Linked DNA regions of Zea mays: region 1 is linked to region 2. A link is a contact called in public Hi-C data. All regions are on one chromosome and are shown on one strand. Each heading gives the region's core, a stretch centred on a gene start, on an enhancer-like site or on the middle of the called end of the contact. The rest is flanking DNA. Distances are from core to core; before and after follow the strand shown.

Region 1 (3,415 bases), core at 193-2,692, 230 kb before region 2:
AAGGTGGTCTGGTGGAAGAGGGTGCCGCCCCGCACGCGCGGGTCCCAGGGGCACACCGTCAGCAGCGCGTCCTCGGGCCCACCACGGGGTACCCCGCGAACAGCCCGCCGCTCAGGGGCGGGCTCCCGCAAACCCCGTCGCGCTTCCAACCACCTCCACAACCGACAGGACGCCGCTGCGGCGGCACTCGCTCCGGCTGCTGGCGCTCGTCGCCGCCGCGAACAGCCCGCCGCTCAGGGGCGGGCTCCCGCAAACCCCGTCGCGCTTCCAACCACCTCCGCAACCAACAGGACACTGCTGCGGCGGCACTCGCTCCGGCTGCTGGCGCGCCATGTGGATCACAATGGATTTTGAAACATTTTCTCATAACAATATAACACACATTTGTACATAAGTTATCATATTATTAAATGTTCCCGTTGCAACGCACGGGCACTCATCTAGTATAATGTTGAAAGTTGAAGTGACTCGTGATCATCTAGCTAGTATATATAGAGGAATTAATGAGATTTGTGCAATGATTTGCATTGAACTGTCGGTGTGCATGCAGGCCGTGGAGAGAGAGCTAGCTAGCTTTCACTGCACAAAGCAGGCAGCTATCATAATTCATCATCATCTTGTTTCGTTAATCAGACTTGCATGTCAAGAATTCATGCATGTCCTGATCAAACATGCATGCAAGAACAAACATGTAGTACACGAGATTTGTAGATGCGATCGAGGATTGTTTGAAACTGGAGGAAAGCATTGCAGAGAGGATTCGAAAAGCAAGCGCATATATATATAGTCTCTTCACATATGTGTGTATATATATGGAACAAATTTACATACATACGTATGTACTACACAATCTAGGCCTAGGTAATATCCGTCGATATGATTATTCATTAGCAGCTAACCAGCTCGATGGATAGTCCTAGCTAGAGAGAAAAAACCTTAGGCAGAGGAGGAGGAGGAGGAGGGATGGCGGGGGCATGACCGATTGATTGGATTTGGATCATCCACGCCCAAAAAGAACAAGACATGATTACTGCTACTGAACTGAACTCTCGTCACCATCTCGGATTCCATGCATCGATCAGCGAGCTAGCCAAGCCAAGTCACTGGGCGGCAGCAGTGGCGGCCGCCGGCGCGTGCTGCTGCTGCTGGTCGGCGCAGTCGGCGCAGACGACGCCGGACTGGTGGCGGTGGAACTTGGCGATGTAGATGGCGGCCTTGTTGTCGACGTCCCACTCGCCGCCGTCGTCGTCGCTGGGCCACACCCTCCTCCTCTCGTCGCCGCCGGCCGCGTCGTCGCCCGCGGCCCACCCGCTCGACGACGACGAGAAGCAGCTGCCCATCTCTTCGCCGGTCGAGCGGCGCTTGCGAGGACGGACCAGCAGCCGCCGGAGCTGCTGCTGCTTGGTTTGGCTGGTATTATTATTGGTTGGCTTGAATATGATGCCGGGGGGTGGGCTGGCGCGCGCGCGCGATTTATAGCGGGGGTTGGGCGCCTCTGGCGATGGGGGGGGGGTGGGGGGGGGGGGGTTGGGGGGGGGTGGGGGGGAAGAAGGTGCGGTGTGCACGGGTGCAGTGCACGCGCGGTGGCTCGCTGTCACCGGCTCTCGTGCAGTGCAGGCAGTCTCAGCGCAGCCGGTGGCGTGGCGTCCGAGCGAGCCGTGTTGCGCCAAGAAGCAGGTCCAGGTCCGACGACGGAGCGGAATCGGGAAGGATTCCGCCCCCGCAAGTTGGCGGGCGGTTTGGACGGTGGGGATGGGCCGACAGCCGAGCGAGGCCCACGCCGCGCACCAGCCATCCCATGGGAAGGGCGCCGCCGCTGGCTGGATTCTGCAGCCGCAGGAAGACGTCCGGGTGAGGAGGGAGGGAGTGATGAGCAGCCAAGCATGCATGCAGCGTTGCTGTTGCACCCTTCTTTTTTCTATTGCTCGCATCAGTTTTGAGGAGCTTCCGAGGTAAAAAAAAAAGTCTCCTTTTACTGTCATTTGTCCAAATCTGTGATTTCTAGATAATGTTCTCCCTAATACACCCCTAATTCTATAGAGGCTGTTAGTTTCTTTAGCTAATTCTCACGTACAACAAATAAGTTTAATAGCCCTCCCTAATCTAATTTAGTTCTCCCTAATATTAGCTTCGCCCTAACTGGACGATCGAATCCATCCCCTGCCTATTGCCTACCAGCGGTCTACCACTTTGCCTCCCTTTGACTGGCCAATTGGCGGCTCAGCTGGTGGTTGCCCATATTGGATCTTCAGCGAAAACAACCTCTTGCAGACTGCACACACTGCAGTCGCAGCCGAAATGTGATGCACGTAGGTATACGTGGTTAGGTTAGGTAGGGCACTGTAAAAAACTTCTCAGTAGTTGCCAGATGAAAAGGGATTCTCCAGTGTGCTTCTCCTCTCTGTCCAGTTGTTATTCCCGGAACAAATCCAGCTGTCCAGCAACAATGAACGTGAACCCCGCCTCGCTCAGATAACAACTGCCGTAAAATGCATTACGCGCATACATTCATTACTGCCAAGATTTGGTCTGCCGCCTCTTTTTACCTCAGGAGATGCAGCTCGATCTCTATTCCTACAGCTTCGTGCCGTGTATAAGAGAAGCCCTGCGGCCCCCCAGACCCAGAGAAGCAAGCCGTGGTCTGCACGCGACCCCCGTGATCAGAATTCCACACAGAAAGACAATCCATGCAATGATAAAGACCAGCATCCACACCGCTCCAATAATCTACCATTTCCGGTGCCGAACAACTAGACTTTCACAAGATCTATCGACCATTCCGACCAATAAATATTGCATAATACACCACGCCCGTATCTAACTGTCTGTCTATATATATAGTATATAATAAGCAAAGATTACTGAGGACGGACCAGTCAAAAAGGGCATGCAGTATGCCGCGTTCGTTGCCATGTAAAAGCAATTCCACGCCAATTCTACTCACATGCTGCCAGTGCCGCCATGCATGCTCTAGAGAGGAGGGAAGCTGCGAGACGAAAGATCTCCCAGTTTTAATTCGTGCCCTTGTCCCGGTACTTAATTAGTCCCTTGCCGTACTAAGCTACATCCATGTAATGCGCTCTCGCTGTAACCACGACGTGGCGTCGATATCGTAACAGCCAATTGTATATTTTAGCTACGCGGAATCCTAATGATGGGGCAGCGCGCGGTTCAGGGCCACGAATCTAGACGTACAGATTATGGCGTCGATTCTCCATGCAGCAAAGCTAGCTGCATATCACCTATACTCCTGTGTGCGTAATTATCAATGTGTCCGTCATCAATTATATAGCTTCACTTGTACTACTGCTCTTATTCTTGTAAAGCCTCCTCCCTTTTTTTCCTCTTTATATATACCCTTCCATCTAAATATCTAATCACGGCAGCAGCTTTAACTTTTTTTACACTAATTGCG
Region 2 (3,269 bases), core at 179-2,678:
CCTCTTTACTGCTGTTTTTTACTGCCGCGCCGCCGCGGAGGAGACAGTTTTCCACACGCTACCATACAGTTTAATGCACCCCCGAAAACCCAATGCGTAAAAATACGTAATGAAACGTACTACTAGTAAAATAACTGAGAATACCTAGGCTGCTAGGCAAGTAGGCAAGCAGACATGGGCCCATGGTTCCCCGTTCCCGCCAAAAAACATAGCGAGAATGGGTGTGTTGCTAGTAGTACTAGCTAGCCTATTTGCAACGTATTTTCGTAATACTGTAGTTCCTAAAACTGCGAAGCTGATGCCGTCACGTGCACTGTACGCAGCAGTGCAGCAGTAGTAACTGTAAGATGTGTGGTTTTTTTTTTCTTTTACCCGCTTCTTCTACAAGTGTCATTATTACCGCACAAACACAGCCGGAGCCGGGGGCGGCGTAGCATGATGCGGGGGCTGACGGGCTGTACAGTGGCGTGAGTAAAAAGAGGACAAGGGTGGTCGGGGCCAGGCCTGGCAGGATGCCCGGGCGCTGCGGCCTCCTTCAATTCGGCTGGGGACAGGAAAAAAAAGGTAAAAAAAAGGGGCAGAGGAAACCAAAGTCTAATCTAAAGAAGTAAAAAAAAAACAAAAGGCAGAGGCGCAGGCGACTGTCCGTATGGAACTACAATGGCCACCCACCGACAGGCAGAAGATAACGCTGCTGCAGATGCTAATGCATTACGCACAGGTACATGATTAGCAGCAGTAAAGAGAAAAAAAAAATCTCTGGCGAAACGCAAGCTAGTATACCTTAATCACTTCGTCCGTGGAGTCGTCGAGCACCTGCACCACCAGCCGGTCCGCCGGCCACGACAGCCCGCACACGGCGCCGATGGACAGCTGGTACACCTGCAGAGAACGCACGCCCGCCCGCCCGTGGCACCACCGCAAGGCAACCAAGGTTATTAGTGACCCAACGAATCCGGAGTAAAACCGCTGCAACGGGCGCTTGGCCGGCAATGGCGGCATGGCGCTGCAATGTAATGCGGCGGCGGGCGGGGGGGTACGGACCTCGCGCTCGTTGAACATGGGGATCTGGACGAGCACGACGGGGAACGCGGAGGAGCCCAGCTCCGGGTCGTCCTCGGGGAGGGGGTCGCAGCGGTAGCGGCGGTCGGGGCGGAGGCGGAGCAGGCGCACCCCGGAGATGACGACGGCCATGTACACGCGCTCAAGGAACAGAAGCACCGACATGGTGAGGCACACGGCCACCGCCAGCCGCAGCAGCGGCACGATCACCGGCGCGCGCACCTGCGACCACGCCTCCGGCAGCGCGTCCATCGCTCTCGCTCTGGCTCCGGCGGCGCCGCGGGGGTAGGGGGGTGGGCTGGGCGCCTGGGCCGCCTGCCTGCCTGCCTGGGCTCGGCTCGGCTCTGTGTGAGTGTGACTCGGGCGGGCGGACGGGGCGGGCTGCGGGATGCGAGTGCCCGGAGTGAAGGGGTTTATAGAGGCCACCACCCACGTGCTTAGCCTCAGCCCTCAGCGCCGCATCAGAGGGACGCCGTAGGGTTTTGTGTATGCACTGTACTACGCCCTAATAATAGCCTAATACCTCCTCCCTCAATCCCACCGCACTTATTTCTTTTCTCTCTCTCTCTCTTCGAATCTACTACTGAAGACCAAGCACGCAAGCATTTTTCAGATGTTTTTTTTTACTGCGACCTACCTACTAGCACGAATATATATATATATATATATATTTTAGCGTGGACTCGATGAAACTGCAAGTGTGTGTGTGTGTCGGTTGGCATTGGCGCCAAATTGAGATGCAGATCCAGTTTGCGTCGTAGAGAAAGAACATGGCCGTCCATTGATCCGGGCCATTAGAGAGCACCGACGAACGCGAGCCCGTCGGTCGCGTCAGTCGAGTCGTGGCCGAGCATGTTCACTGCGCTGCGCTAGCTCTCACAGCGACAGCGCTGCTCCAGCTCGGCACAAGAATATTTTTTTTCTCTCTTTTTACTACTAGCGTCTGATCGTCACGCACGCACGCACGCATCATCTCTGCTGCACTGTTTGACCTGTGAAATGAAAGTATAAGTGTATTATGTATAAGCGAGGAGGTGATCTGGGATCCAAGGCCGATGCAGAGAAGAAGGGCCGTGGAAAGGAGGAGGAGGAGGAAGAAGAAGAACAAGTGCAGCATGATTGGCGCGCGGAAGGCGACGGTAAAACGTGTCGACATGGACGATCGGGCGCCTGACAGTAAAAAGCAGAGGATGGGATAGAGTCGGCTGGGGCCGTCAGTGGTAGTCCCGGACTCCCGGTGGGGGCGGACGGGACGGGGGTAAATGGGCCCTGCGAAGGGTGTCGGTGGCGCCGCTAGCTGGCGATAAGGGGGTGTGTGTGTGAGTGTGACGCTGCCGCAATGGCACTTGTACTGCTGGCTGGAACCTGGAAGCAGCACGAGCTCGTGTCATGGGGCGTCGTCAGTTGTGCCGGTTCCTGCCGTCTGTCTAGCCTGAAGATGAGCTGCCTGGTTGGTTGGCTTGGAATCAGGTTCTACTCGCTCGAGGTCGAGGAGAGTTGAGCGCTGGTAGTGTAGTACTAGCCTGGTAGAGACTGCAGTAGGTCTTGCAGACAGAGCGCACTTTTGGGGTTCTTGGGATTGGCTTCGATTAATTACAGAGCGCAAATTAGAAGAAAAAGGGCGCAAATTACAGAGCGCAAATTAGACCAAAAGCGTTGCGAAAGCAAGGATGGAAAAAGGGCGATTAGAGGGGGGGGTCAAGTTCCTATGCCGGAGTCTGCAAAAAAAAAGCTGAAACATTATGTTTCCATTAATTCTTAAAAAAATGTAGTCATGCAGATGCAGGTGACCGCAGTGGAAGAGCCTTTCTTCCTCCTTGATTTTCGCGGAGATGATTTGCCTGAATCACAGGCCAAAAAACTGCCGGAAAACCACATCAGCAAACCCCGCCCTGTCGACCGTTTAACGTTTAGCTGTGCAAAAGGCCGGCCGGACCCGTTTTGATCTTCTGTCAGCGCACACAGGGCCACCACCCCGGTATCCATGGGCGAATTTAGGGGGTTATCGGGTCAGCAGGCCCCGATGAAGTTTATAAATTTTTTTAGCGAAACACCGTTATGTTAGATTCTATGTTGCCTAGTATCGGTTACTAAGTCTCTAGAATACCAACATGTCTAAAATAACTTGATGATGAGTAGATCTATTCTACTGAAGGGTATAGGTATATATATACTGTCGTTATTGTTCCTAGCCATCATTGCGGTGA

What was found. Hi-C and Micro-C count contacts between places; a contact is called where the count stands out from the background.
Region 1: a contact with region 2 is called in a Hi-C map of tassel, with 2.1 times the contacts expected there. The contact joins the promoter of LOC100276159 here to the promoter of LOC100192112 in region 2. A contact is called at or near these places in 3 of 25 Hi-C or Micro-C datasets (ear, leaf and tassel).

The regions. Positions count from the first base shown.
Region 1 is chr4:242,874,669-242,878,083 of Zm-B73-REFERENCE-NAM-5.0, reverse strand. LOC100276159 reads right to left here and starts at 1,442. Exons shown (of 1, transcript NM_001328643.1): 1 at 760-1,442. The coding sequence starts at 1,340. The coding sequence ends at 1,101.
Region 2 is chr4:242,643,087-242,646,355 of Zm-B73-REFERENCE-NAM-5.0, reverse strand. It overlaps LOC100192112, which reads right to left and starts at 1,428. Exons shown (of 9, transcript NM_001137535.1): 1 at 1,045-1,428; 2 at 784-882. The coding sequence starts at 1,314.